Regions from separate parts of the Mus musculus genome. Here regions 1, 2, 4, 5, 6 and 7 are each linked to region 3. A link is a contact called in public Hi-C and promoter capture Hi-C data. All regions are on one chromosome and are shown on one strand. Each heading gives the region's core, a stretch centred on a gene start, on an enhancer-like site or on the middle of the called end of the contact. The rest is flanking DNA. Distances are from core to core; before and after follow the strand shown. Region 1 holds the start of Mgmt (O-6-methylguanine-DNA methyltransferase). Region 2 holds the start of Dusp8 (dual specificity phosphatase 8). Region 3 holds the start of Inpp5a (inositol polyphosphate-5-phosphatase A). Region 4 holds the start of Mob2 (MOB kinase activator 2). Region 5 holds the start of Ap2a2 (adaptor-related protein complex 2, alpha 2 subunit). Region 6 holds the start of Ctsd (cathepsin D). Region 7 holds the start of Tollip (toll interacting protein).

Region 1 (4,366 bases), core at 742-3,241, 2.5 Mb before region 3:
CTGAGCCATCTCTCCAGTTCTGCCACCCAGATAGTTTAACAAGCTACGATTCTGATATTAATTGCATCGGCTCCAGAGTGTACTTGTTTGGGGTCTCAACAGGAACTCTGATTTAATCTTGGTCTTTCTCATTTTCAGTTCCATTAGGATCCCAGTTCTAATTGGGCCTTGGTAGCATCATGCTATATGGGGCCTGGCAAATAGTATCCTTACTCAATAGTCTGTTGCTATCCCAGGAGCCTGTGCAATATGCACGTATGGTCTACAAGTGCACAGCACAGATTCTTATGAAATTACTGTACGAGTGATAAACCGGAGGACCCAAGATAACCAAGAAGCAAGAGCAGGACCCAGGGTAAACTTTCATGTCTCTTGTCCCTGGGCAAGAATACCCCTCTCTGTCTGAGCACAGCGCTGGGGAGGTGGACTAGTTACTCACTTCATTACTATAACCAAATACCTGAAAGAAATCAAGGGCTGGAGAGGGGCGCTCTCGTTCAGAGAAAGGCTGAGCATCATTGAAGGGACAGCATGACAGCAGAATTAGCTGCTCAGGATGCAGAGAGAGTTGTGCTGGTGCTCTCTTTATCTTCTCCTTTGTTCCCTTCTCATTCAGTTTGGGATCTCAGTTCTTAGAGATGACACCACCCATATTGGGGGAGGGGAGCTCCAATGCCCAGAGGTGTGTCTCTGAGGTAATTACAAATCCAAGCAAGTTGTTGAGCGTAGACGACACAGAAGGACTCTGAGACTTGATTTGATCATCCCATGTATCTAGGAGTCTCGTTTATCTTCTATCAGCAGTTATTCTTAGCATGTCTGGAGGAGGTGACAGTGGAGGTGAGGAGGGGCGGCTTCAAAGGGTGAATGGTGGCCTCTGTGAGTCACTGGGGCTCCTCATACAACAAACCTTTGAGCAACGCTTCTAAAGGTGGTAGGTAAAATGTTGGCTCCTCCAGGTCACTGAACCAGGGTACTAGTAAGGACCAAATCCAGGCAGGAGAGCTGCACACTGGGAAGATGAAGGTCTCAACAAACAAAACCACAGCATGGTTCTTAGCATATGTGCACCTGGGATGGGACCCTGAAGTTAACAACACGTCTCTCTGAAGCTTTAGGACGATAACATTCCCTAAGGATTTTATGTCAATCAAGTCAGATACCATGGGGCGCCAATCAAGTACCACAAAGTGGGTGGCTTGAAAGAATGAAAATTTGTTTATAGTCCAGGAGGCTGGTAGTTCTCACCTCCTGCACAGCATCTGGTACACAGGTGTATCTGGCTTCTAGTTTTCTGTTCACAGGGACAGCAGTAATATCAGATTAGGACTCTCCTAACTAGTGACATCATCTTCAAGTGTCACCTCCGTGTTTTTCCAAATAAGGCCATTATGAGGTACAGAGGGAGAATTCCAACAAGGCTTTCTTGGTGGACAACATTTAAATCCTGTCATCTCACACCAGATGCTGGATACTCACACTAGCTGAACCACTACTGAGCCATTCCAATTCCAAGTGCCAAGAAGATCCTGAAAGAAAGCCCTGGCCCAGCTGGGCAGTGACTGGATTCCTAGTGGGCTTAACTCTTCCACCACCCTTTGGGTGCGCGCTGTTGGCAAATAGTGACTATGTCTCAGCGGGTAAACTGGGACTTGGGGTGGTGAGGTCGAGGTGAGAAGGTGCAGCTCAGCTCCGGTGGGATGATGCGGCCTGATGTCTAGGATGGGCAAAGAACCAGTTTCAGGTCTGGAAGAAGAGGCCTGCTCTAGGAACACGCACCCAGGGAGGAAGCACAGAGCGGCACCCTTGCGTCACACACTGGGCGTGCTTACACTCCCCGCCCCTTTTCCGGCAGCTCCCAGAGCCACGCCCCGCGTACCAGGCCCGCTTTACACCCTCGGACTACAAGCCCACAGCTCAGTAATCAACTGCACCCTGACTCCGCCCCCGCCCACCAGGCCCTGCCCCGTGCTAGGCCCCGCCCCCACCCCGTGCACGCGCCTGCGGCCCGTATTTCTCAGTGCCAGATCTTGGTGCTCAGGCACCTAAAACTTGTGTACCGTTCCCCGTTGCTGTCTGCAGTTTGCAAGCTGGTGAGTTTTGGGGCACTGTGTGGGGCCCTCTCTGGAGAGAGCCGAAGTCCAGGGAGACAGTCGTGGCTCTGAGTTGTCCTAAGGACTCCTTCCTTTCTCTAGGACCTCAGCCCCTTCTGTACAGGCTGCCCTACTTCCCTTGGCCCCGGGGTTCGTGGGCAAGTCTGCCTGGTGACTGGGCATGTCTCCTGCCACACCTCCAGATGCCCAACACTTCTCAAGTCTCTGCTGGATCCATGCAGGTCCCCTGGCCATACTCTTTCCCTTCACTGGTGACCAGGGGGTGGGGATCCCGCTTCACCTTTCTTTCAGGAAGCTTCCAGAAGCTCCTCAGCTTGTAGCTCAGATCTGCTTGTAGTAGGCCCATACTTCTCATAGCTCCTTCTTTCTTGAGAGTAGGAGAAAATAACCAGGCCCCGGGGTCCTGCAACATCATGGCTGGTGCTAGGCACACCTGGTTAAAACCTCAGAGAGTAAACAAACAGTACATTCGCTCCGCGCCCAGTGGGTCTAGGTTTTTGTTCTGTACATTTTATTCTGAGCTGCCTCATCCAGACCCTGATTGTGAGTTCAGAGAAGTAAGGTTTGAGTGTACGTGTGCGTGCACACGTTTGGCTGGACCCTCCTCAGACACAGACAGGAGCTTGTGGAAAGGGTATTCTACAACCTGCAGAGTCTCTGTAGACAGACCTGCTCTTCATTTCACTTCCCTGACAGGTGATCCCAGATGATTTTAACTTCATGTGTCTCTCAGTATCTGCAGCACTTGTCGTAGGGTGCTGGGTGTGGGGGATGTGAGAAGCCTGGCCTGTGGTCAGTGTCCTGTAAGCTTAGGCATGTCATCTGAGCATTTGACAGGACCTAGAGCCTGAGAGTGGCTGGACAGAATGGTCTGCACAAATGCCCTGCCTGAGGCTCCACCCACTCTGGGCCACTCTGGGTATTGACATAGTTTGGTACTGTCTGAGGTCTAGAGGAGCCAGGCCACAAGGATCTATGGGAGTAATTTTTTTTTCAATTAGAGGGAAAAATCTGTCATAATAAGAGTTTGACTAATATGTGGTATGTCTTTGAAGAAGTTTCTGCTGTTACCATGGTTTAAGAAGCAGAGTCTCAGGTGTTGTGGTAAGGTGGCTGTGTCTTGTACAGCAACTTCTTTCTGTGGAGAGCAAAAGGCACCGATCTTTGGGTCCTGTTCTAGATCAGTGGGCCCCATCTGAGCCTGTCTCTACTCCCTCACTGGGCCTGCCAGTGTGCGGAGTGTCCTTGGCTTAGTTTTCTATGGCTTCCTCAGAACACCATGACTAAGGAGTCTTGGGGAGGGGAGGGCTTATTTGGTTTACATATCCTGATAACGGTTCCCCATGACGGGAAGGCAGGGCCGGAAGTCAAGAAGGGAAGGAACCTGGAGGCAGGGACTGAAGCAAAGACTATGGAGGAATGCTGTTTATTGGCTTGCTCCTCGTGACTTACTCAGCCTGATTTCTTACACACCCCCGGACTGTGTGCCCAGGCACCCATAGTGAGCTGGGTCTGTCCACAGCAGTCATAAGTGAAGAAAATACAGCAGAGATTTGCTCTCAGGCCAGTCTGATGGAGGCGTTTTCTTAGTTGAAGTTCCCTCTTCCTAGGTGACCTGAGCGTGTGTCAAGTTGACTATATATATACATATACATATATGTATATATATTTTTTGAGCGTGTGTCAAGTTGACTATATATACACATATATATTATATATAATATATTATATATATTATATATACACATTGTATATATTATATATACATATATTTTTGAGCATGTGTCAAGTTGACTATATATATATACATATCTTACTCAGCCTGATTTCTTACACACCCCCGGACTGTGTGCCCAGGCACCCATAGTGAGCTGGGCCTGTCCACAGCAGTCATAAGTGAAGAAAATACAGCAGAGATTTGCTCTCAGGCCAGTCTGATGGAGGCGTTTTCTTAGTTGAAGTTCCCTCTTTCTAGGTGACCTGAGCGTGTGTCAAGTTGACTATATATATAATACATATACATATATGTATATATATTTTTTGAGCGTGTGTCAAGTTGACTATATATACACATATATATTATATATAATATATATAATATATATACATATTGTATATATTATATATACATATATTTTTGAGCGTGTGTCAAGTTGACTATATATGTACATATATTATATATATTACTATATAATATATATTATATACATTATATATTACCATATAATATATATTATATATATAATATATAT
Region 2 (4,362 bases), core at 633-3,132, 2.7 Mb after region 3:
AGAAACATTGTCTCAGTCAGGCAAATAGCCAGGCCAAAAAAAGAGACAGTGGAGGTCAGAGGGAGCTGTGGTCCTGAGAGGTCCAGTCAGGGTCTTTGGCTCACACATTTCTTAGGAGCACAGCATAACTATCTCTCTTGCTGTGGGTTCAGCCTCTCCCTGCTTCCTCTGTGAGCTGCATATTGAACTCTCTCCAAACCCACAGATGCACCCCACCGAAATACTGTCCAGTTGAAACTTCTGAGTTGAAACCTCAGTATCAGCCCAAGAAGAAAGATGTTGGCAGGAGTCCTATACACATTGACTTGAAGCATCTTTTTGCGTCTGTGTTCAGTGCTAAGTCCCCAGAGGTATCCTCAAGTATCCCCAAGGGCACAGAGCAGGAGGGAACGAGAACCTGCCCAGCAACTCTCCTGAGGTCCCTAAGCTGACTGCAGCAAGTCAGACATAAAGATGAACCTACAGCTCCTGGTCACATGATCTGCTCATCTGTATCAGGTGCCTGCTAACCAAATAGTGAATGCACGGGGACTCTGATCTCCCAGGGCAGAGCCTGGCACTGTAAGCTACCCTCACCCACCCAGCTACCCTAGGGGCAAGTAAATGTGAGGCTGGGTCTACAGGTCACTGGATTTCCATTCTGAATTCATTCATACTGTGAAAGAAGCCGTGCCCCTGACCCGAAGCACCTCCACCCCCACCCCATACTGCACAACAGAGCATTGCAGATGCCACACTGGTCCCCCACCCCCATCACTGCACCATCAAGGCCCCCAATCTATCTGCTGCAGGCGCAGCACACCCTGTCAACAAGGAGTCAGAGGCCAATTTATTCCAAGAGGTCTGATCTAGTGGAAGCTGAGCCTGTTCTTGCTCCTCCACCTGCAAGGTTTGGCACAAGGGTACCAGCAGCATCTGACTGGCCGCTCCCTCCCAAGGTAGGCAGAGAGGCCAGGGAGACAGGCTGCAGGAGGCAGCCGTGCCGGCCCCTCCCCCAGCATCGCGCCTACAGCCTCTGCGTCGGGTAAGGATGTTCTTTATCCGCAGAGGCGAGTGGAGCACCATGAAGTGGGGGTGACGGGACAGCCATGCGAGTCGAAGAGTGGGGGGGGGTCCTATAGCTTCCTCTCCAGATAAGGAGCCTACCGCAGGCCGGAGCCGACCCTCTGGCGTCGGAGGTTTCGCATCCCCCTGCCCGCTGCAGCCGCGGACGACCTTCTCCAAATCTGGCTGCCAGCGGGGGCGCTTCGCAGGGACTCTCACCGATCTGTGCTGGATCTCAGCCCTCCCCCGCGAATCCCTAGGTCTCTTATATATATCCCTCCAGATAAGAAGGAATATGCCGAGAAAGACAGCGCACTGCAGGCGCGGATCTGCAGCGCGCGCCGCTCGCGGGGCAGAGCCATTTATTCTCGGTGCTCCAAAGAGCTTCTTCCTTCAGGGCACACAACCGCAAAAACCTCCGCACGTCCTGGGCCCACACCCGGCTTAGGACTCGACCGCTGTCAGCGCCTGGCTCACCTGGCTCTCGCTTGCCCTGGGGTTGCCCCCAACGCCGGTGCCGCGCTCAGGGCGCCCGCTCCGTTCCGCCACCCATGGGCCCGTCGGGGGCCCGCGTAGCCGGGGCAAGGGCCGGAGAGGCGCGCGGGGCGCGTCGCCGCCGCCGCCGCCGTCGTCGCCGCCACCGCGGGGAGCGCTCGCTCGGGACGGAGCGCGCGTACTGCGGTCGGGCACGCGCGCTCACGGCGCGCATCCCAGCCCGCGACTTGGCGGGCGCGGCCGGCAGCTCCGGCCCGGCTCAGCGTCCGGCGTCCGGCGTCCGGGTGGGGCGGGGGTCCGCGGAGCCGGCTCGGCCACCGCGGGAGCCGCGAGTGACAGGCCCGGGGCGGAGGGCGGGGCTGCCGGTGGGGATGAGGTCATGCCGAGCGAAAAAGCCCCTGACGTCACCTGCAGCCAATCAGAGTGAGCCGCTCGGGGGCAGGTGACGTCAGCGGAGCGGGCGCTGGGTGCGGAGCCCTGGCGGCGGCCGTGGGTCTCTCTGCCACCGCCCTCCGTCCCCCGCGCCCCAAGCTTCTCGGGCATCGGTTCTTAAAGGGGCCACGCACGCCGCAGCTCCCCACCTCCAGGAAGCCTTCCCAGCTCAGGGCTCCTGGTATCCCCAAGAACCCTCTGCCTCGCGGCACTCTAACCAGCGTCTACTGTCCTAGTATGCAAGGGTCTCCCTCTCTCGGCCCGCCTGGACTGAACCTGTCACGGATTTCTCTCCTTCCCTTAGCCTTTGTTCGCGAGAGGACGCCCTCCCAGAGTGCGCCTCCCCTGCCCCAGTGCGGCCCAGGGAAAAGGGTCATGGAGAGCTGCGGCCGCAAAGGGCCTTACCTGCAGCATCCGCGTTTGTCCTCTCCACGACCCCTGGAGGTGGAAGTCCAGCTCTACACTTTGCAGAAGAAGCTCCTAGGCGATGTGGTTTGCCTCAGGTCACTCATCCCGGGAAATCAGGGGGCGGGGCTCCAGACCCACCGGTGTGCTCCCCAGGGCGGCGCTGCCCCCCTACCTATGACATCCAGTTCTTGACAGCTTCCAATGAAAAGCCGCTTGGAAACGACCTCTACTCCCACCCGGACATCTCCCCTGCCCGCTGGGGACTGTCGGCTCCATCCCACTGTGTGAACACAACCACGTGAGCACTCAAAAAACATGGGTAATTACAACTAGGGCAGAAATACACAGGGGTCAGGCAGGTCTCAGAGGAAGGGGAGTCTTGTGCCAAAGTGGTCCACCTGCAAACATAAGCCACGTTTCCCTTAGTTTTCCCTCCTCCTCGGGAACAGGTTGGCAGAAAATTCTTTATTGTATGCCAGGCTGGTCTCAGCCTTCTGAGTGATGAGATTACTAGCACCCACCATGATGCCAGACCTTCTCAGATACTTCAAAAACGTGGCCCTGACTAGGTGGACAGTGAGGTGACCAGATAATATGAGTCTCGTGGGGGGTGGGAGGGGGGTGGAGTGTCCTGAACTTTCCCTGGAAGTCCAGCCTCTCACTCGATGAAGGGCAGAGTTTAGGAGATGGCTGGTTGAAGGAAGGGTCACAGAGAGTGAAGCAGGCACAAAGGAAGGAGCACTCCTTTGCTAGTATAGATTGTGTGAAGAATACTGCAGACCACACTAGGTGCTGGGCAAGGCTCTGCAGGGACCTTCTCCTTTACCCTACTGTATCCAGCTTGGCTTGGTTCATTATGAGTGTTTAGAACCGGCTTGCAGAAACCTCTCTATGTAGCCCAAGGGGAGTCTGGGAGTCTAGCCTGGGATTAATACAGGTTGGAGGGAAGAGGTGTCTCTGGCTCAGAAATAGCACAAAACAAACAAACAACTTGGGAGTGCTGCCAGGAAGGAAGCATGGGGAGCCCCAGGGATGTTTGGGGTTGGCTCTGGGTTCAGATCTTTGTCTCCTTGACTCAGGCTGAGCCCTAAATGCTGTTGATACCTCCTGCTGAAGGTAGCCCTCGAGGCTGAAGATGGCCAGCTCTACTGGATGCTTACTCAGGTCAGTGTTGGGGTGGTTGATGTGCTGGCTTCCTGCCCACTCTGAGTCCAGGAAATGGGGAGTTTGGGGGTCTGGGGAGGGGGAGTAACGCAAGCCGAGACCTGGGCAGATTCAGGCAATCGGGTCATGTAGGATTCAGGAGGAGGCAGCAGCAGCCCTGAAAGAGCTTGGGGCGGAAGGTGTGGAGGCTGACAAAGGAGTTGTTGGGTGCTAGTGTGTGTGTGTGTGTGTGTGTGTGTGTGTGTGTGTGAGAGAGAGAGAGAGAGAGAGAGAGAGAGCAAGCATTGCTTTTCACTCTTCCAGTCTCAAGAGGAGCCCAGTAGATACCCCTAAGAGGGTATCCAGGTGAGGAAGAGTGTGGCAGGGTATGGTCTGATACTCTAGGAGTGCCCAATTAGATCTCAGTTGTGCTGGGGGCAGATTCTTGCCAGGTTCAAGCACCTTCTGGAACCCCCAGGTAAATGGGCTTACCCAGTAGCCTGTCCCCACACTTTTGAAACTGGAACACACAATATTGTATACGATATAATCCAGTTGCAAGAAAAAAAACCTTAAAGTATTTCAAGTAAGCTTATAATTTTGGGTTAGGACATACTTATGGTTATACACATACAATTTGTGGGTAGACATGCTAGGCTCTACCATATAGATGACACTAGTTATGGCCCATTCCAGCAGTACCTGCTCTGTAGACCTGTGCCTTCTCAGTGGGTGCTGGGTCATCCCCATCTTCTTCATCTTGTTCCCTCACACCCCAAGGAATGAGGCAGTCTGGAAAGTTGATGAGAAAGGTTTGGAGCTAGCAAAGCAGTCTCAGGG
Region 3 (4,170 bases), core at 275-2,774:
TTCCGGCGGTTGTTAACCTCTGAAAAGTCCATCTATAGCGGGCGGGCAAGATGGCTCAGTGAGTAAGAGCCCTTGTCACCAAGCTTCATGACCCGAATTCAAATCCCAGAACCCATGCTATAAGAAGAGAACTGATAATTGCAACCTGTTTTCTGTAGCGTGTGTGTCTGAACCAATGCACACCATACATACAAACTAAATACAAAATTAAAGAATGAACCCACCAGAAGAACTGTCGTTGCAAACAGGGTTCTAGTATGTCTGTAGTACTGTTTCTTTGGATGCCTCCTCGCAGGCTACAGCGCAGCAGCCCCACTGGACAGGGCTTTCTGGAGGCCTAGACTAGCAAGGGTTACCCAGCTCACTATATGTTCCCTACCAGCCCCGTCCCACCTCCAGGAACAACTGACTCTATCTCAGAGAAATTTCTTGATTCCTTCTACATGTAGGACTGATTCTGTTCTTCTAACTAGCATACCTCCCTGCCCCCCACCTCCAGCTCTCTCTGGTGGCTAAAATTCCCGGACTGACCACATCCCCCACCTTGGGAACTGTCCTTGGGTGTGGCATGGGGGCCACAGCTGGCTATCCAAACACCTAATCTGAACTTTTTCTTTTTTAGGTGGGAGGGGCGGGGTATGGTCTCAAGCTAGTTTAGGTTGCTATGAGTTCAGGTTGGCCTCGAACTCATAGCAATCCTGCCACAACTTCCGAGTACTGGGATTACAGGAGTACATCAATACGCTTGCTTCTTAAAAGGATTTATTAGTTTTCTGTTTTTGGATGCCAACAGCTTTCTGTTTTGTAAGCAAAGTCCTATATAAGGAACTGGGTGGACGTGTTAGGAAATTGCAAAATCCCATACACTTGATCTGCAGACCCACTCTTTGCAGACCCAGAGCTGGGACTGGAGGAGGCTCCTCCTTAATTCTCCGTGGCCCTGCTCCCTCCCACGGTCCGCCTACGTCAGACTCCCCGTACCGGCGAGGGCCTGGACCCAGGCTGAAGACCGGTTCCACATCGGGGGGGGGGGATGGGGGGCCAGGACAGAGGTTCCAAGGATCTCCAGGGCTCCCAACAAGAAGGCGGGCTGTAGTCGTCCAAACTCGCGGCTCCTTTAAGAAGCGCTTTGGTAACAGGGTCGTGACGTCATGGGAGTGGAGGGTGGAATATGCGCGTAACCGCGGCAGGGCGGGGCAAAGCCAGGGGAGGACTCAGGGGCCTGACTGACAGGAATGCCCCATATGCCCGCCTCTCCCCTCCTCCATCTGGTGTTGGCTCCGCCCCACCCTAGGCTTAGCTCCTGTGAGCAGGCCCGCCCCTGCACAAACCCCACCCCCAGCCTGACTCAGGCTCGAGAACCCGCCCTTCCAGTGGACCCGGAGCCAGGGAGCCTAAGACCCAAGTCTGTAGATTGTGTGCAGGCCCCGCCCCATAGGGAGGCCCCACCCCCGGCGCGACCGACAGCCCCGCCTTCTAGGGTCCCACCTCCTGTGGGGCGGGACTTGTCCCAGCCGGAGTCGGCGGCGGCGGCTGCGGGAACTTTCCCGGCGGGTCTAATGGCTGCGCGCGGGCCGCTGTGAGGCGCGGCGGCGAGCGGGCGCGGGGCCGCGGAGCAGCGAAGAGCCGCGACCGCGAGGCTGGAGCCCCGGCCAGGCCCGGTCCGACCCGCCAAGCCCGCGATGCGCCCCTGTGCTGTCCCCCGGCGCAGCTGACGCCCCGCGGCCCCGCGAGACCCCAGCCCTACCGGCCCCGCAGGAAGCGGCCGCCGCCACCCAGTCCAGAGCCCGCTCCGCCCGGGCACCATGGCGGGGAAGGCGGCCGCCCCCGGCACCGCGGTCCTGCTGGTCACGGCCAACGTGGGCTCGCTCTTCGACGACGTAAGTGCCGCGCCGTCGGCTAGGGAGGGGCGGTTACGGGCTAGGAGTCTCCCAGCCCGGGACCCTGACATCCCCATTTTCAGTTGGAGACCCTAAATTCCGGCCCCTACAGCGTCTTCTATAGCCGCGGACTCCGGGCCAGTTGTCTTTGGGACGTGTGACTCTGATGCCCCCTACCCACAGCTGGAGACTCCGACCAGGATTTTCCCAAGCCCCAGACAGACCCTGACCCCATAGCAGGGGGGTACCCTAGGCCAGGAAACTTCCAGCTACACACTCGGGACCTTAACACCGCTTTTCTGGTACCCGAGGCCAAACTCGAAGACTCAGTTTTTGAACCCCTGTCTTAACCCATACTACAGGAACCCAGACTCAGTCCAGATCCTTGAATCCTGATGCTGGTTCCTTGCTTTGCTCCCAAGACAGCAAATCCCTATCTTTTTCCTGCCTTGGAACTCCAGAGCCACAAGTACTGACCTGGAATTTTGACCCAGAATCCTGATACTTGGATGTCCTGGCTTCCAAACCCAAGCATACGCTGACCCCAGGTTTTCTGATTCACCCCCTGGCCCCCAGTCTCTGACTCTGATCCCCCAAGTCTGATTTCTGGTTCCAGAAACCCAGCTTTCAAAAATTTTGGTCCTGTTCCTCTCAACCCATACCACACTGACCCTGAACTCTGAGTCTCTACCCTAAAACCTCAGATCCTACACCTACTCTTGGCCCCAGAGTGAGGTCCCTGCCTCTAATTCTACACCCCATCTCCCATCCCCGAACCTTCCTCCCAATAGACCTCAGTCCCAAACCTTGAGCTCCATCATCTGAGTCCTGGTACCTATATCCCATCCCTTGGTCTTGTCTTCTGAGGGGCCTGAGGCGTGAGGCACCTCATTTTGCCATGTAACTTGCAATAGCACTAGTTCTCAAATGAGGTAGCTCTCTTCAAGCCTTGGGGGACTTTATATTCCTGTTTACTAAATGAGAAGGTGCTGAAAAGCTCTTCAAGGCCAAAAATGATGCCAAAGGCCTTTATCTTGTAGAACGGCTTCTCCAGTCCCACCCTGGAACCCTGGGCTTTCTTCTCCTCTGGGAGGCAGAAGGGAGCTGAGGCCTGGGGCACTGGGAGCTCCCTGGAGCAGGCTGGGGCTGACCTAGTTCAGCATTGCAGCCATGGTGCCACCCCGCTGTTGGTACTTAAACTGCCAACCCAAATAAAGCAGGATGCGGCTCCAAGTGGCATGCTTGTTGAAGAAGAAAGGGTAATGCCACAGATGAAACCTTGGAGCCACTGACTCCCCTTCCTCCCTCTCCACCCACCCCCTTACCTAGGTGAACAGTCGGGATGGTGCCAGGGCTTGGATACAGGCCTGATGTAGATTTCAGGCGAGGGTCCTGTTTCCTTCCTGGCAGAGAGCATGGGAGAAGAGTCTCACAGAGCTGGGTTCACAGTCAGCGTAAGCTTGGCTTTTATTAGTAAAAGGCAGGCGTTACTGCTATATTTTGTTATTTTCACTTACAGACATGCCAGTGTTTTAGTTCCCTGCTAGAGAGGCGCTGTCTGTCCGCTCAAGCAATGGACAACTTGCTGTAGTTTCACGTGTGATCGTTTTTCCACCAGGGCCTGTATATTTAGCACTCTATTCTAGGCCTTCCAGTAACATGTCACTGTAGCGTGGTTTTTGTTCGGATGATTCAGATCCGTTAGCTGTGGCTTCAAAGCCTCAGAAATGTCAGGAAAATTAGGCATGGTGGGGCACTTTCATCTCCAAGGGAAAATAATTTTGCTGTGAGAAACATTCTTTCTAGTAATTTTTGATTTCTGAGTTCTAGAGTTTTTGTTGTGTTTCAATTGGATACGTACATACTTCTTTCCGCTGATATTAAAGGGGGTGACTTAATTCACCCTCTTTATGTATAGAGCCCTTACATAGCTCTCACTGGCCAGGTACTTAGAGTGTGGACTAGGCAGATGGCTCTACCTGCATCTGCTGGGATTAAAGGTGGTATAACCACCATGGCCACCTTAACCCACTTTTTAGCAACATGGTATCTGAATTTTTACTTGTTTTCTTAAGGCTCTCTGAAGTTTTACACTATATTTATATCGCAAAAGAGTGTCTGTCTTAATGAATTGTACCTAAGTTAATTCCAAACCAGTCCCCAGGGACAGGCATGCCCTCAATGGAATGACCAAGAAGGGCACACTCATATTCTGTGGCCTGCTTCCTTGGTCAGGATCTGGGTGCTGTGGCAAGAAGCTGGGTAGAGAAAGTGGCCAATTCTCAAGTGA
Region 4 (4,202 bases), core at 765-3,264, 2.7 Mb after region 3:
ACCCTTTCTAATAAAGAATGAAGGGAGCCTGACTATATATACTGCTTAACAAGCTCAAAGCTTCTCCAAGCAGAGGAAACCTACAGGACAAGAGGTGGCTAAGAGCCACACCTACAACATTCTCCAGAAAAGTCCCAGCAGGTTTACCATCAAGTCCCAACGTGCCAAATTCTGCTCTGGTTATCCAAAGCATGCTTCCCTGCAGGGCCTCCCTTCCTCCTGAGCAGCTGGAACACAAAAGATAAGGCTGTGAGATGCTCAAAGTCCCAGCGTGATCCTCACCCAACTAAGAGAAAGATGTAGCTTTCCACTTAAACTTCTGTAGACCTCCCTGTTGGCTCTAACAATTTCTGTAAGAGACCTCTACTCTTGCACCCATACTTGGGTTCACCCAACATGAAGTAATTAACAAAACCTTTACTTTAACATAAGCAAGCAAACAAACAAACCTTGAAACATTCCAAACCCCTCATTGATATCGGATGGTCTGAATTAAGAAAAAGACCAAGACCAAGACACAATAAAAGATGATACATTTGTCCTATTCTTCCAGACAGAAAAACTACTTAAATGGTTAATTACAGAGAGAGTTTCAGCCCTGAGCAAACAGTGGGTACTCTGAAGCAAAAAATGGCTTCACTCCCGACTACTTTGTCAGCTCTCACCAGGGATCAGAAGACAAAGTGGAGTAGATGGGGGGGGGGGGGCGCGGGGGGATGTCCTCTGAAGGCTCACTCTGCAACTTCCATTCTTCCTACTTTTATAGTAATACTATGAAAGAGGGACAGAGGAGTTTAACGACTGGCTTCTGGTCAGCCTCCAAGCAAAAAGCACCTGGATGGGTATGAGCCTGGAAAAATTACACATACAGCAGTGGTCAGCTTCCTCAGTCACCAAGCTGACAGATCTAGTTCACTTGCAGTGAAACCATACCTTGGCCAAGTTATAGTCAAGTGCTGGCCCTCTCCACAAGTGCACAAAGGAAGAATGGTCTGGAATAGGCTGGTTTCAAATATGTGTCCTATGCTTAAAACCCCTGGGCTTCAGAGACCTTGTTAAAGGCCAGGACATAACATCTGCCAAGCTTACCATATGCAAAACATGTGCTGGCCCTTACCTCAGTTAACCCTTCAGTAAACCTGTACTGCAGATTTCACAGCTTCCATCTGACAGACGATCCATTACAAAAAAGTCTAGAGAGGACCACATAGCTAGGAAGCAGATAGGAACCAGTGACAGGGCTTCCTCTTGAAGAAATAAGATGAGCCTCCGCCTAGTCCCCCGTGTCACCCACACTTAACGTCCTGAGTGGCACTATGTGGCTCCCGGCCTCCCTTAGTCTCTTGATTATCCCTGGGGCTGCTCACTTAGTCCGCTGTCTCCCTAGGTTGCAGCACTGGGAGGTCAAACAGCCTCAGACGTCCTGACAGTGCCACCACTACACTTTCCTCCGCCTTCCCCGCTTCTATCTCCAGAGTCCCGCGCAGCCCTCGTACTGCCGAAGCCGAAGGCCGGCTCTCTCTGTGGTCCAGCAGGATTATACGGACCCCACAGCAGGGCCGCGGACACCGCCACAGGGTCGAGAACCGAGCCGCCGGGAGAGCGCGCGCGGCTAGGAGCGCCCGCCTCTCACTCTCCTCAAAAGTAAATTGGAAGAAAGTCACTTGGGCGGAAGAACTTTCGCAGGCCCCGCGAAGACCGACGACCGACAGTGCCAGGTGCCCGACTCGCGGCCCGTCGATTCGCGGCGAGGGACCGCGGCCTCTCGGGACAGCGCCTCGGGGACCGGGCCTCTCTCCCGCCGGCCGGCCGGCCGGCCGCCTGCCCGGCCTCCCAGCACCCCGCAGCGGCTGGCCGTCCTTCCGTGCCCCGGCCCCTCCTGGAACCCGCTGCCCGCCGCCCTACGCTCCCTACGTTCGCCGCCGCCCCGCGCAGCGCCGCGCTACGCCGTCCTCCGCCACTCACCCCATGAGCCAGTCCATGGCTGCGCGGAGCCCGCGCCTCGCTCGGCCTCAGCCCCGCCGGCGGCCGGAAGTAAACACTCGATGGCTCCCGCCCGCTGCCGGACGTGACGCGCGCACGGCTTGCTGGGACGCGTAGTCCCAGCGGCCCCTGCGGCGATGTCCCGAGTACCTGTTCTGGAGTGTCAGGACCTTTCCCCATCGCCAACCTCGGGGCTTCGAGACCCAGGAGCATCCTGTATCTGAAGACCATCCAGAGTTTCTGGATCACCAGAGTGAGAATAACTTCAGAGGGCCCCAGAAACCCAGACGCCCGGAACTCCAGAGTGCCTCGGACTCGCAAACTGCCTGTCATTGCGCAGTGCCCTGGATCCTGGAGTATCACACCCCCGGTGTCTCTAGAGTGACCCCGGTGTTGCACACCTCTAGTGTTAGGACACTATAGAGTGCCTTGACCCCAGGAGTGAACCTTACCACCAGCGTGCCTGAATCTGTGGAATGCACAGACCCGTGGGAGTCTGAAGTTCCTGGGACCTGAGTATCCCTGACCCCAGTATCCCAGACCTGGGAGTATCCAGACCCCCCAGGCTGGAACATCGGAGTTCCTCTGCTCTGCAGGATGTGTTCCTTTCCTCTGCAGTGCCTCACCCCTTGCTGCTTACATCCCTCCTGATGTCCATCTTCCCACTGTTATCATCTTTTGCCCACACCTAGTGCCTCTGCCAGAACTGTTCTGACCACACTTGCCTCTTCTGTGTCCCTTAGCTTTGCTGGCCGTTCATTTGCATCCCAGCTGCCCGCCCCAGTGGACATGATTGTCCCCTTCAATCCCCATCTGTTCCCTTCCTCTATGTGCTGTACCCTCTGGCTCCTGGGTGAGCCTCTATTATCCAGGATACTTCTCTCCAGCGAGTAAGTCTCTTCATGATCCAGGGTATCTCTCCTATTGTCCGCTCTTTCCAGAGCCTGACCAGTACTAGGAACTCATTGAATACTTTTTGAAAGGCTGACTCTCTATTCTCTACACTGGAGAGATGCTTGCAGGAGCACACAGTTGAGCAGAAGGATCACAACAACCTAACTCACTAGTGTCTTCAATAGAGTGTCATGAATATCAGGCACCAGACAGATAACACCTTCAGGCCAACTGCCTGCTGTAATACAGCTGTCATATACTTGAAATGGGATTCACCTTCCCCAAAGAACCATTCCAGGATGCTGGGAAATGTCCAGTCCATTCCTTCTTTATAGCATGAACAGTCAGGCACTGGGAGTGGGTGGGGTTGCAGTTTTATCAGCAAAAAATACCTGAGATGAAACTGAAATAATAATGAAAGATCTGGAGAGGGAAAAGTCCCAAGTCAAGACCATATCAGGAGGAGAAAAATCAGGCCTGTGTTCTCCTCTGTTTCTATTCCTATGGATGCCCAGTCATACTGGATGACTTCCCCACACCATAATCACTTTGCTTTAGCCAGACGTCAGCTGATTACCTTGCAGTGTGGCCTTGTCCACTGCTTCCGAGGAGCATCAGTCATTGGTGAGCTAGTCTGCTTTTGACTGCCACCATCTGCCATCAGCTGCTGCACTAGATTGGGTGTCATGAGTTGTGCTAGTCTCTTCCAGTTTCTAATGTGGGACAGTTGAACGAGCTGTTTAATGGCCTGTGCCTCTATCTCTTTTCTTATATGTATTTAAAAAAAAAAGGTGTGTGTGAGTGTGTATGTGGGTATGAATGTAGGTGTGTATATGTACCATGTATGTTTGCTGCCTGCAGAAGCCAGAAGAGATCATCAAATTCCTGGAGCTAAAGTTACAAGTATTTGTGAACTACTCGGTGTGAGTCCTGGGACTTGAACTCCAGTCTTGTAGAAGAGCAGCAAGCACTGTTAAACTCTGGGCTTCTCTCCAGCCCTCGATTTCCCTTTCCTCTTCCTTTCTTTTCTTTCTTTTTTGCTTTTGTTTTTTGAGACAGTGTTTCCCTGTGTAATGGCTCTGGCTGTCCTGGAACTTGCTTTGTAGACTAGGTTGACCTTGAACTCAGAGAGATCTGCCTCTCTCTGCCTCCTGAGTGTTGGGGTTAAAGGCATGCACTGACATTCGTGACCTATTTCCTTTTCATTGTAATGAGAATAATAATTTGGTCATGTGTTGCCTCATGATGCACATATATTCTGAGAACTTCCTAGTTATGCCGTTTTGTCACACAAATGTTCTAAAGTCAACAAGCACAGACCTAGA
Region 5 (3,783 bases), core at 794-3,293, 2.2 Mb after region 3:
TAAAACTGACTGGAGGCGGGCAAGAGCAGAGCTAGGAGAGCATAGGAAATGAGACAGGGCAGGGCTGTCTGTCTGGGATGCTCTGCTGTCCCCTCTATCAAACTGCAGTTGGAGCTTGCAGCGCCCTTCCAACCTGTGGAGGAAGGCAGGGCTTTCAGTACCATCTGTCTTTGGGGAAAATACTGTGACAAGTCTCTAGTTCAGACAACTTAAACAGAATTGTTCTCAAGGCACATTACCAATGGCAGCCTCTCCTTCAGTGAGTGGTTTGGAAGGATCATGTGCTCAGGTTCAAGGCTTCGGTGTGGGGAAAGTGATCTGGTGGCTTGTGTATCTGAGATGGCCATAGGTGGCACTGGCCATAGGTGGAGTCTTTCCTGTGTCCACTTGTCAGGCCTGATGTGGCACACTTGTGCGACACTTTATTATTATTTATTTTTGCTGTGACAAAAGCAAGCTAGGAAAAGGTTTTGTAGAAGCTCACAGTTGGAGGATATGTTCTCTCAGAATGGGAAGTCATGACTGTAAGAGCTCAGGCAGCTCGTCACATTGTCACCACAGCCAGGAAACAGATGAATGCTGTTGCTCACCCCGTTCCTTTTTATTCCGCTCAGGACCCTTACAGCCTATATTTATGGTGGGCCTCAATCAGACTAATCTAGAAACTTCCTGACAGGTGTGTCCAGATGTTTGTTTTCATGATGAGTGTAGTAGATCCTATCCAATATGACAACCAAGATTAACCATTTTTTAGACATGGCTCAGTGGGTAAAGGTGCTTCCTGGGACTCACAAGGTGGAAGGAAAAAAATTGACTCTCACAAAGTGTCCTTTGAGTTCCACATTGCACACCCCTTTCAATAAATAATTTATAATGAAATTATTTAAAATACTAACTATAGGATGGCTGTGGTGACTCTCAGAGTCAGTACAATGGAGGAGTCTGAGAATCTCCTGCAGTCTCATTCCTGTCTGGGCATAAGCAATGGGATTCCTATTGCCACCTGTCCAGCACTCCTTATATGGCCCAGAAGCATCTTTTTGATGGTGCAGACAAGCTGGAGGAAGTTTATTTTCTGGTGCTGGCTCTTTCACCTCTTAAAAAGTCAGGCAAATTCAGCAGCCTCACCAGAGATTTGGCTTATTATGTTCTCAGTTTCTTCCATCAGTCCTGGGACCTTGGTGGACTGCCTGATTTATAGGAGGGTCGTGCCTCTTATTCTCTGGACTAGGCTCTACCACATCTGTATAAAAGCAAGGGACAGAGAGTTCTGCCTAGTGGGTCTGGATCATGATAACCACCTTAGGTGTGAAGCTTCCTCTTCACAGAAGAGAGCTAGGGAAGAGCCACCATGATCTCCACTTCCTGGAGTGGTGGGCCAATCCCGCTCTTCTGCAAAATGGGTCCATAGGAAGGATCCAATGGGGCCACCTCGCTAGAGAGGGGAACAGGGGAGCAGAAGCAATAAGCAAAGGGGCCTGGATGAATGCTGAGAGGTTGTACTCCAGACAACAGTCACCTCGGCAAGAGTGGTCAGTCTAGCTTCAAGCCTCAGTTTCCCCATTTGTAAGGGAAGTAGGAACCTGGAGTAGCGCTTCCTTTTGTCCCAGTTTAGAGGCTTGTAAACGCCTCTCACTCCGGTTCCACGCCGGTGGCCTGGGGTAGGTCAGTCCAACTGCCAGGGCTCTGGGGCCGGTTTGCACAGGCAAAGGTTGACTGCTGTAGGTGCTAGTGCAGCCCGCTCCTCCCCTACACCCCTGTGTGACACTGGGTTGATCCCGCACTGGTGTCAGTGTCTCTGTCTAGGTAAAGCCGGGCTCACCCGTGAGAGCGAGATCGGGGCTACTCCGGTATACATTGGAAGGATCCTTCACCAGGCGGTGATACCAGGAGGTGTAGCGCCTGCGCGCTCCGCACAGCTCCGGTTCTCCAAGCAGCAATCCGGCTCTATCCCGCGCCACGCCCCCATCCTCCTCGTCCTCCCCCCGCCCCCCAGCACCGCGAGAATGCGCACGCTCTCTTGCACCGCCCGTCGCCGGGCGCGAGGCTCAGCGTGCGCGCCAGCGCGTGCGTCGTGCGTGCTCGCGCGCGCAGCCCAGCGAGCGGCGCTCGGGGGCCCGAGGCGGCTGTGGCTAGGCGGCTCCGCGCTCCAGGGCTCTTCGGCGTGACCGCCGCGCCCGTGCTGTTCTAGCCCGCCGCCGAGGCCGCTCCCGGGGCGCAAAGATGCCGGCCGTATCCAAGGGGGACGGGATGCGAGGCCTAGCGGTCTTCATCTCCGACATCCGCAACTGTGAGTGCCAGACGCCGGGCGGGCCTGAGCGGGGGCGCGGCCGGGGGTCCGCAGGTGCGGCCGGGGGTCTGGGGGGTTCGGCCGGAACGGGGAGAGGGGTGTGGGCCGGTGCGCGGGTCCGCTCAGGCTTGAGAAGGAGGGCTGTGGAGTGCAGATCGCGCGGTGGGGCGGGGGTCCCGCGCGGGCGCTTAGGGTGCAGAGCGCGCGTCCTGGGTGCACATCTGGCGGGAGTTGGTAGCCTGCTGCGGGGGGACCAGACTGGGGTGATGGTGGTGGTGTCCCAAGTCCTGACCCGAAGATGAGGTGTAGAGTGAAGATTCGTGCTGGTGAGTGGGGCAGGGTCCTGGAGGTGCAAATCTGGCAGTGGGGTTGGGGTAGGAGCAGAGATGTTAGGCAGAGATCTGGGGTGCGGACCCCTGGTAGAGTGATTGCATGTATGGGTTTGGACAGTTGGGAGATTGCCTGTGGGTGTTCAGACTGAGGTGCGGGGCTTAGGTGTCTTGAGATCTAGGTGTAGCGATGGGAGTGCGGGGCGCGGTGGGGAGTCTGTGGGGTTTGTGGCACAGTCGAGGGGTTTCCGGCCCTAGACGCCCCTCCCCAGCATGATGTCATCTTGGTCTTTCTAGTAATGGAGCCTTTAACCCAGCCTTTTCCAAAACAGCGTGGATTTCTCTTTGGGCGGGGATAGGGACACTATACGTCTCTCGGACCTGATTCAGGCGGCATGTTGGGCGATGATTAGATCTCACCCACTGCGATTAAAGTGACTCATTCCCCCAGGGAACCGGGAGCAGCCGGGTGTGGATGCTGGAAGCTGCGCCTGCTTCTCCGCTGAGCAGTTCTGTAGCCAGTGTCCCCTGGGTGGAAAAAAAAAATCTGCTCAAAGTGAAATGGGTCGGAAGGTTAAAGGTCAGGCAGGGCGGGTGCCCAGGACTTTGGCTTACAGAAACTTCTGAGGGTTATCAGACACCCCCTTACTGATGAGAAGAAAAGCCATTTTCCTGTCAGTTTATTTTTTTCTTGGTATCCAGCAAATAGCTGACTCCATGATTTTTGTTACTTTAGAGATTAATATGCTTCCTGAGGAATTTTGCCCAGTGTGTCGTCACACTAACACTTAAATTTATACTGTATTCCCTAAGACTGTGTGCAGGACCCCAGCTTGCCTGGGTCTGTAGGACTCTGGAAGAGGTAGATTTCTGTCCCTCCCTGCTCTGCAAAGATACAGGCATCCTTGGATCAGGGCTTACCAAAATTTTAGACAATAACATTCATAGTCATGAAGCATTTTGTTCTTTTCTTTTTCTTTTTGGTTTTTTCAAGACAGGGTTTCTTTAATAACCCTGGCTGTCCTGGAACTCACTTGGTAGACCAGGCTGGCCTCGAACTCAGAAATCCACCTGCCTCTGCCTCCCAAGTGCTGGGATTAAAGGTGTGCGCCACCACCGCCCAGCTGTTATTTTCTTAAAATTTTTGTAAAAAATTACATTTAT
Region 6 (4,282 bases), core at 224-2,723, 3.0 Mb after region 3:
CTCCCTAGCCATCCCTGCACACAATCTGGCAACTCTCACCCAAGAAACCTACATGCCCTACCACCACAGACTCAAGGCCCTTATATGCTCCCTGCAGCCCTGATGCAGACAACTAAATAGGGGACGCCACCATTAGATAGCAGAGGGAGAGGGGTCCCTGCCCTGCCCTCCAGGTCACCTCTCCACCACCACCCCACCCCCCACCCCCAGTTTGCTCCTGTTCCCAAGGAGAGCTGATCTGTAATCACTTGTTGAAACTTCTCTGCCCAGGGATTTGTAGCCAAGGTCACAGCTGACCTTTCCTGGCATGCACAGTGCATGCTCTGAGAGACATAGGAGTCTTGCCTAAGAGTAGTGGGCTGGAAGAGGCAGGCTTCTGGCCTGGGGCTTAGGGGAGGCACACACCCTGCAAAGGTCAGGAAACATGCCAACAAGCCTAAGAGTGTGGCTTTGTTTCTGGTGCCTAGTCTCAGGGATCCTGGAGTCCACAACACCTCTTCCCAGAGAAGAGAAGCCTGAGGGCAGGGCAGGCAAGCCCAGGGCAGGATCAAGCCTAGGCCACTCCCTACAATGGCTCCACTGAGGCTACCCACCCACAGCTTGCAGCCTACAGACTGGGCTCCTTCCCACCCAACCCTGGTGCCCAGCCGGCAGAGCCAGCTCTACTCCCGCAGCCTACGGCCTCAGCCACCTGCCACGACCAGGGACTCACAGAGTGGGAAAACACACGGGCTACCACCAAGACCTCATCTAGCACAAAGGCCAAGTCCACGGGCCTGAGAAGGGCCTGGTCCCCAGTGGGGTAGACCTCAGCTCCAAGGTATTTGAACTGGGCCACTCCATACCTTCTCTCTCTGGGACTTGTGCAACTCAGGAGGGAGGAGGAGAGATTCACCACCCAGGACAGGGGGGATCATCTTTGAGTAAACTTCTAGGGCTATGCACCAGTGCACAGCTGTCAAACAGGGTCCCTTAAAAGGAAAGGCCTGAGGAAGTTCAGGGGGGCAAGGGCCTACTAGGTTTTCCAACTTCCACAGCTGGGTTCAACAGAATCCTATCCATGGGGCAGCACTTCTCCTCAGAAGCGGCCGCCCCGCTACACACACACACACACACACACACACACACACACACACACACACAGAGGCGAGGTTGGAGTCAGACCCACTTGTGGCCACCCTACTGTACCCTCCTGTTCGACCATAGGAGTCATAGGAGTGGAGAGGGGCCCAGGAGACCCCTGCCTTTTGAGTGTCTCGCCCCATAGTCTGTGGGACCCTGAGGAAGGCTGCGCTGGGTGCACAGGTGCATTCCAGCACGGCCGGAGCACGCGGCACTCCAGGTGACGAGCCCCGCATCTCCGGACCCAGAGCGGGTCCTCACCTGATAATCGCGAAGGAGGACGAAGCCAGGAGGCCGAGAATGAGCAGCAAGACGCCGGGAGTCTTCATGGTCGCGGCGGCCCGAAGAGAGCAAAGCTTAAAGCCAGAGGTCGCCGGCTTATAGGCAGGATGACGCCGCAGTCCCGCGGAGTCAGCTGACCCGCTTGTTTGGCCCTCAACGGGTCACGTGAGACGCGGGCGAGGGGCGGGGCGACCCGAACCCGCCTCCAACACTGCCCGGGCGCAGGCGTGCCCTACTCCAGGCCTACGCACGGCTCTCGGGAACGCGCCCGCCCACTTTCCTGGGACCGGAGAATGACTGGATACAGGTCACGTGGGGGAAGGAAGACCAGGCAGGCCCGGAAGCATCCAGAGGGGCGGATCCTGCCCTCAGCTCCGCCCCTCCCTTAATCTGTCTTTTTTGCATAATTGGGGTGCCCACTACCAGGATGTGGTCTTTGTCTGATTGGGCCCTGACCCTCTCCTGGATGCCAGCTTAAACCTAAGCCTTTTCTCTTTCAGCTCTGTTCCTCCTTGAGAATTTCCCTGGAGCCTCTCTGGACTCTTGGACCAGCAAACTTCACCCTCTTCAAAGCTCCACTACCTACTCATCTCCCCAGAGCAACACCCTTTTTATTTAAGCTGGAACACCTAACATGCACATTCCATAATGTAGCAATGTTGATTGCAGGCCTAGTCCTGGACTATGCATCTATTGATACAAGGGGTAGGGTGTACAGTGAGATGAGACCAGGGTTGCAATCGCCACTTGGGTCTTAACTACTTCACTCTTTAATGCCCTGCTTGGTGTCAGCAAATGAATTGGGTGCTGTTTGAGAGAGGCAGAGTCCAGCTCTCCATCATGGAGAGCTGAGCCCAGAAAGGCATTTAAGGGGAATGTCCTCTCTGAGAGGTGGTGTCCATACAAGGACAGGAACGCAGAGGAGCCTTGCCAGGGTCTGATCCCGGGAGCGCTTTTGGACATGTTCTACCTGTATTGAGGAGGTGGATGCCTCTAAGTCCACTCTACACATGGACACATGAGCTGTTCTGGTTCCCCAGGTTCAAAGCTACAATTCCCATCAAGTTACATCAAGTTGGGCACTTGACCTCTGCCAAGGCTCTCCACTCAGGGTCAGTGTTAATAGCTACACGTGGGTCACCACAGCCTGGATCCTGCCTCCACAGTCAGCACTCCACACATTGCTTAAAGCTTGGGTGTGAGGGCGAGAGCTGCCCTAAGATCTTGGAATCTGACCCTCTACTCCTTTGAATCTAAGACTATTCTTTGGTAGCCCAAGAGACAGGGTCTGGCCCTGGAGTTGCCATTTGCTTCCTAGAGTTGCTATCTAGAGATGATTGCTGGACCATGGGTGGGCAATGGGAAAGGTCCTCTGGGGCACCATGCTGGCTCTCCCAGCCCTGCCATAAATAGTGTTGCAGGGTGCTCAGGTGCCAATAGAGACATCCATTAGATGTGTGTCGGCATGACTGGAGGCAGGACATAGCGGTCAGCTGTGCTCATGTGTGGCTCATATAAGCCACAGGGTAAGAGACTGATGGGGACCTCCAGGGGCTCTCTGCAGTCCATTTTCTGCAAAGAATTCTAGCTGCCTCTGTCCCTGGGTTTCCCCATATAGTCTGTGTGAGTGAATACCTAGATGCACCCAGTCCTGTAGCTGCTACCCCACTGGACCTGGAAAGCTCAGGGATGAAAGCTCAGGTGTGTGCTTTCTGATCCCCTCACCTGACAGACCTCAGGGATGGGCCATAGTGTCTAGAATTCCTGAGTTCTCCCACCATACTAGATTATACTCTCCCTCTCTGCCTGTCTCAGGCCTCTTGCACCAGGCTTGCTTCTTATACTCTCCAGCCAGTAAAGGGTCAGTGTGTTCAGGCCCTGCAATTCTGCTGTTAGTCATCCACCTTCGGTCCAGGGATCCACTTAGCAGGCAGGGCTCACTTTTCAACCCTTGCCAACTGCGCCATACATTGACCCTGGCGGATTTAGAGGGGCCCATTGACTTAATGACAGAGCAGAGGGCTGTCTTGGGGTTCCAGGTGCACCAGACTAGATCAGCTGCACTCAGTAGGGATACAAGTCTTATCTGGTGCATAGAGTAAGGGGAATAAGGAGGCAGGTGGGAGAAGCCAGCCTAGATATCCAGCCTGGGTACTTACAGCGTATGGAGCTGCCTCCAGAAAACGGAGTGGCCCTGAGTTTTCCTTAAAAGCTAGGCCCTGACATTTTTTCCCACCCGCAAGGTTCTCCTGCCCATTTGACAATAGGTCCTGCTATGATGGAAGGCAGGAAGGGGAGCAGGCCTGTGCAGCACCCTCTGTGTAATACTCCCTTCTCATGGAGACATTCATTGCTTAGAGACCATCCCCAGCCTTGGCTCTGAAGTGAGACAGCCCAGGCCCATATGATTGGAAGCTACCCTGCTAGACTTCCACTTCAGAAATTCCCCACGGGGATCACACAGTGCCTCCTGGGCCAGGCCCCTCTCAGCCACCCAGGATATTGCCACATTCCTCTTGGGTTCCCATTACTACTGAATACCAACTGAATACCAGCCTCTGCTCTTGGTGTCAAAAGGGAACAATGCAGAAAGTCCTGCCTTCCTGGAGTCCATACTTCAGGTAAGGACAGACAAAACAGGAACTGGGAAGTTGGTGCAAAACTCAAAAGCTGGTGCAGAAATGGGGTGCAGGAAGTCATGTGGGGTGTTGCAATTACAGGGGCCTCATTTGAGTGGCTCTAAGGAGGTGGACAAGAGCCAGGGCTACTGGATGAGTAAGAGAAAAGGCTAGAAGATAGCTCAAGTCTTGGTGTATTGGGGGAGGAAGAAAGAAACAGGCCGAGGAGTGGCCAGGGACATTGGGTCCTCAGGAGAGAG
Region 7 (4,248 bases), core at 430-2,929, 2.5 Mb after region 3:
TACAACACCAGAGTTTCTCTAAGCAACAGGGAAAGATAGCTTCTTACTCATGACAGACATGGAGTTCACCATCAGATGAATTCAAACTCAGCCTGAACCACAAGAGATAAGGACACTCTCAGACCACACGGTAAGAAAGGGTCCACTCTCCTTGGCCATGTGTCCACTTGGCAGGGGATATGAAAAGGGCAAAGCTCTGTCTCCCTTTCTCCTCTGGCAGCCACCATCAATCTTCTATAGTTTGCTGAGACACCGTGAGGATGAAGAAGGGTTGATGAACATGAAAGTAACTCCAACATTGGAAATCTCCATCCAAGTTTGACAGTGGCTCAGGAGATCTGGCTTCAAAGCCCTCCTAAAAAGCATCTAACAAGCCTGAGGCTTTCTTCAAAGTCAGGAAATCAGTAATCTATCCCAAGGAGTTACCTGTTACACACACACACACACACACACACACACACACACACACGCACACACACACACACAATCAACACCAAGCTGTCAGGGTGAAAAAACTCTGGGAAACCACAGGCTTTGCAGGCACACTCAATATTAACTTCAGGGGAAAAGGCACTGAGGTGCTGATCAGAACAATGTTCTACTCCACACAGCCACAGTTGGCTAACAACATCCCACCCACACCAGTCTCAGGGAGCTACTGGGAGGCCATACACACTAGGGGAGGTGAGACAGGTAGTATAATAGAACCCAAGACAATCCTGAAGAGACAACCCTGTTGGGTCTTCCAAGTTCTCTGCTCCCCTCTCCTCGTTTATAAATGAAGAAATTGAGGCTTGAAAAGGTAGCCACTAACTAAGCTCAAGAGGTAGTACCCTATTTTCTATAGATGTTAGGGAGAAGAGGAAACTGTCACAAGTAAGGACAGACTACAAAGTGGGATCTTTCACCATTTCTGAAACCAAGGAGACCAGGTTATCTCTCTCCTTTGGGGGACCAAAGGTGTCCGACTCCACTCCTCTGAGAGACGGGGAACCAAGGCACCTCTCAGTTTGGGAAATTAATGTAGTCAGTACCACTCTCAATCTGGGAGACCAAGAGTCAGGGCTTGTGTCCATCTGGGAGACCAAGCAGGTGATAGATCTGAGAACGTAAGGGGTTCAGGGCCCTTTCTATCTGAGGAACTAAGGGAAGTCGGGGTCCCACTCCATCTGGGGACCAATGGGGTAAGGTTTCTTCTGTGTAGAGGAACCCTATTCAGGGCCTCCACCCAGGAGGACCACGGGAGTCAGGATCCCTCTCCATGAAGGAGGCCAGGAGCTTCAGGGCCCGTGGGCATCTGGGGAACCATCAAATTCTGCCTTCCTCCACCCCAGATGTCCGATAGACGAGAGTCGCTGCTCCGGGTGGGTACCCGAAGGTAGGACCCGCGAAGCCCCGGGACGGAAGAGCAACCCGCGAGGGGCCCCGTAAAAGACTGAGGAGTCCGACCCCAGGCTCCACTGCCCCAGCCAGGCTCTGGCCCAGAGCACTCACCGGCCCGCGCTGCGTGCTGACGGTGGTCGCCATGGTGCTGCGGCGGCCCTCTGCCTCGCCAACTGCACAGAGACCCGCCGGGAGAGCTCTTCCGCTCCCACCACAAGCTGCGTCGCCGACCGTTGTCCCGCGAGGCAATCGGCTCTTCAGTCAGCTGACAGTCGCCCCGCCCCGCCCCACCCCGGCGTTCCCAAAGCACAGAGCTTGGCAATAGCTGGCCCCGCCCCTTCCGGCTAATCCGCGCACGCGTGTTCCGACCTCAGGGGGAAATGGGTCTCCCGTACACGCCTGCGCAGTGGCTCCCTTCGGGCGCTCAGCAGCCCGTTAAAATGGCTGTCAGACTGTTTGCGCATGCCTAAACCTGAACACTCTCCTGCGGGCAGAAGCCTGCTCACCCAGTCGCATACACCTAGAACAGGGACGCACATCTCAATTCGGTCGAGTTGCCACAGCGTCTAGTCACCTAACTGGAGATAGCTGTGATACCACCGCTTGCAGGTGCGTGATCCGCTTGGAGAAAACTGAGGTTTGGCTGCCTGAGCGAAAAAAAAAACAGATGGCAGTAGAACCAGCTACCCTCAAGCTCTTGAATTACCTCAAAATTCTGTGGGAGGGAGAACATTTATATTTAAATTTTAAAAGAAGAAACCAAGCTGAAGGAGAGACAAGAGTGGGACGGAAAACTTCCACCAGCCTTGGATTTGCTAAATGAATGGAGAGATGAAGATCTGTCCCTAGGAAACCCGGGCCACCCACTCTTGCCTTTTCAGAGCACTCTCTTCAGAAGAATACTTGGCCAGATAGAACCAGGGTAGTTCCTATAAGGAGTTTACCCTATGGTGGTCACCAGTCTGTAGGTCCCCTTTTACTTGTGCGGCAATAGACTTGGTACTGTCTAGGAGTACCAAGAACATTTCCTCACTCACACCATGTTCTCTTGTGTTCCTTTCATCTTTAAGATTACATCTTCCAACTCTAGTGACAGTCTCTACCTTGGCATAACATGGGACTGCATCTGGGCTCTGTTCCTGGACACTGATCTATATCCAGTTCTCACCGGTCTCTAGCTCCTGTTGCCCAAACTGTCATCTCTATGCTGATAAAGCTAAGACACAAAAGACTATCCATTGTGGCAGACAGAGTTTTAAAGAGACCCCTGATCTCTCCTGGTGTCCACATCCCTGCTCAATCCTTTCTTCTTGGTTATAGACAAAACCTGTGACTTGTGTCTAAACATGCAGCAGACAACCTGTTGTATAAAATTATATCTGGATAGCACAATAGGATCCCCTTGTGACTAAGACCACACATATGGCCTCTGATGAATCCCAAATCCTTCAGTACTAAGCAGTTTAAAAAAGACACACACCACCACCAACAACACCAAGGGGGAATTGTTCCCAAGAAAAAACTTTATCTCATAAAATGCTTCAGTACGTTCCTGAAATCAGTTCAAGCCCTGGCACAGTCTGTCAGAGCAGAACCACAGCATTTGTTCTTCCTTGACTTAAAGCTCTCTCATGGTGGGGATCACGTGGCTGGACATAATCTTACTTGTTTCTACTAGATTTGCAGCAGATAGAAACTCTGGTATAGGTGGACTATGATAAAATTCACCTAGGTTACTTTGCAGAAACTTGAAAACTAGCTCTGCTGCTAGTACTGACTCCACTCAGCAGAGAGGTTATGGGTAACAGAAAATGGATGAAAGGCTTAGCATCTCTGTGTTCATCATCTTGTATTTGTCCCCTTTGTTGCCTTCACTCTTGACTCGGATTTGTAGTGCTTTTCTATTGATGGGATAAGACCAAGGTAACTTACAGAAGAGTTTAATTTAGACTTATGGTTTCAGAAGGTTAGAGTCCATGATGGTGGAGCAGAGATAGCAGGTGGCTGGAGCAACCACTGAGAGGCAAGCAGGAGACAGAGACATATTAGGATTGGGATCAGTCTTTTGAAACCTCAAAGTCTTTCCCTAGTGACATACCTCCTCCAACAAGGCCACACCTCCTAACCCTTCTCAAATACACCACTGAGGATCAATTAATCCAATGTGAGCCTATGGGCTCAACTGCCACAAGATGCTACTCAACTCTGTATGGAGACACACAGAAACTCTGAGAAATGTGTTGTTGCTGGGTACAGTGGCACATATCTATAATCCCGATCATTAGGAGGCTGAGATGGGAGCAGGACTGGGAAATTGAGGCCAGCCTGGTCTACAAACCAAAGGGTGAAAAGCAGTTATGTCCAAGACCACAGGGCTAACTTGGACATTGGAGCAGGTATGTGCTTCCTCTTGCCAAGCATAGTGACTTAATTATCTGAGGTTCTATGACCTTTTAAGGCTCAGACCAAATCACAAGGCCAGGATGTTTAAGCAAGACACTGATACCAGTTCTAAACGTAACTTAAAATTTCCTAGATTAAATCAACTAAGTAAATTCGAAGGCCAGAATACTTTTTCACAAGAAGGAAAACATGCCCATGGACATCGAAAAATTACCAAACTTTAGTCTTTCCCAGGAAAAACAATCAATAAAAGCCTGCTGCCACTTTAGTTGAGTGAGCAGCCTGGTCACCTCTTCAACTGGCATTAAGTCCCTCTGCTCATGAGTTGAAGTCTCAACAAAGCTTTGCCCATGTTGTCCATCATACAGGGTTTGGTCCTATTTCTTTTGTTAGATCCAATCATCTGATAACTGGTAGTAGTCAAAACGCAGGCTAGAGAGATGGCTCAGTGGTTAAAAGCAC

Evidence for each region. Promoter capture Hi-C pulls out the DNA fragments that hold promoters and counts their contacts. Hi-C and Micro-C count contacts between places; a contact is called where the count stands out from the background. Capture Hi-C pulls out chosen DNA fragments and counts their contacts.
Region 1: a promoter capture Hi-C map of liver shows a contact between it and region 3, with 2.4 times the contacts expected there. The contact joins the promoter of Mgmt here to the promoter of Inpp5a in region 3. A contact is called at or near these places in 2 of 39 promoter capture datasets (liver and pre-B cells).
Region 2: a contact with region 3 is called in a promoter capture Hi-C map of pre-B cells, with 5 times the contacts expected there. The contact joins the promoter of Dusp8 here to the promoter of Inpp5a in region 3. A contact is called at or near these places in 2 of 39 promoter capture datasets (hippocampal neurons and pre-B cells).
Region 4: a promoter capture Hi-C map of liver shows a contact between it and region 3, with 4 times the contacts expected there. The contact joins the promoter of Mob2 here to the promoter of Inpp5a in region 3. A contact is called at or near these places in 2 of 39 promoter capture datasets (liver and pre-B cells) and 1 of 9 other capture datasets (liver).
Region 5: a contact with region 3 is called in a promoter capture Hi-C map of pre-B cells, with 2.8 times the contacts expected there. The contact joins the promoter of Ap2a2 here to the promoter of Inpp5a in region 3. A contact is called at or near these places in 2 of 39 promoter capture datasets (cranial neural crest and pre-B cells) and 1 of 9 other capture datasets (adipose tissue).
Region 6: a contact with region 3 is called in a promoter capture Hi-C map of pre-B cells, with 4 times the contacts expected there. The contact joins the promoter of Ctsd here to the promoter of Inpp5a in region 3. A contact is called at or near these places in 2 of 39 promoter capture datasets (liver and pre-B cells).
Region 7: a Hi-C map of CD8 T cells shows a contact between it and region 3, with 4 times the contacts expected there. The contact joins the promoter of Tollip here to the promoter of Inpp5a in region 3. A contact is called at or near these places in 1 of 39 promoter capture datasets (pre-B cells) and 2 of 484 Hi-C or Micro-C datasets (CD4 T cells and CD8 T cells).

Annotation. Positions count from the first base shown.
Region 1 is chr7:136,892,595-136,896,960 of GRCm38.p6, forward strand. It overlaps Mgmt (O-6-methylguanine-DNA methyltransferase), which reads left to right and starts at 1,992. Exons shown (of 5, transcript NM_008598.3): 1 at 1,992-2,093.
Region 2 is chr7:142,093,402-142,097,763 of GRCm38.p6, forward strand. It overlaps Dusp8 (dual specificity phosphatase 8), which reads right to left and starts at 1,883. Exons shown (of 7, transcript NM_008748.3): 1 at 1,522-1,883. It overlaps Gm32786 (a long non-coding RNA gene), which reads left to right and starts at 765. Exons shown (of 7, transcript XR_870057.3): 1 at 765-938; 2 at 2,276-2,677; 3 at 3,459-3,543.
Region 3 is chr7:139,387,585-139,391,754 of GRCm38.p6, forward strand. Inpp5a (inositol polyphosphate-5-phosphatase A) reads left to right here and starts at 1,525. Exons shown (of 16, transcript NM_001127363.1): 1 at 1,525-1,880. The coding sequence starts at 1,806. It overlaps Gm46004 (a long non-coding RNA gene), which reads right to left and starts at 1,563. Exons shown (of 2, transcript XR_001778314.2): 1 at 982-1,563.
Region 4 is chr7:142,059,020-142,063,221 of GRCm38.p6, forward strand. It overlaps Mob2 (MOB kinase activator 2), which reads right to left and starts at 2,015. Exons shown (of 5, transcript NM_028308.2): 1 at 1,966-2,015. The coding sequence starts at 1,982.
Region 5 is chr7:141,560,137-141,563,919 of GRCm38.p6, forward strand. It overlaps Ap2a2 (adaptor-related protein complex 2, alpha 2 subunit), which reads left to right and starts at 2,044. Exons shown (of 22, transcript NM_007459.3): 1 at 2,044-2,290. The coding sequence starts at 2,224.
Region 6 is chr7:142,386,354-142,390,635 of GRCm38.p6, forward strand. It overlaps Ctsd (cathepsin D), which reads right to left and starts at 1,474. Exons shown (of 9, transcript NM_009983.3): 1 at 1,384-1,474. The coding sequence starts at 1,451.
Region 7 is chr7:141,900,782-141,905,029 of GRCm38.p6, forward strand. It overlaps Tollip (toll interacting protein), which reads right to left and starts at 1,680. Exons shown (of 6, transcript NM_023764.4): 1 at 1,495-1,680. The coding sequence starts at 1,527.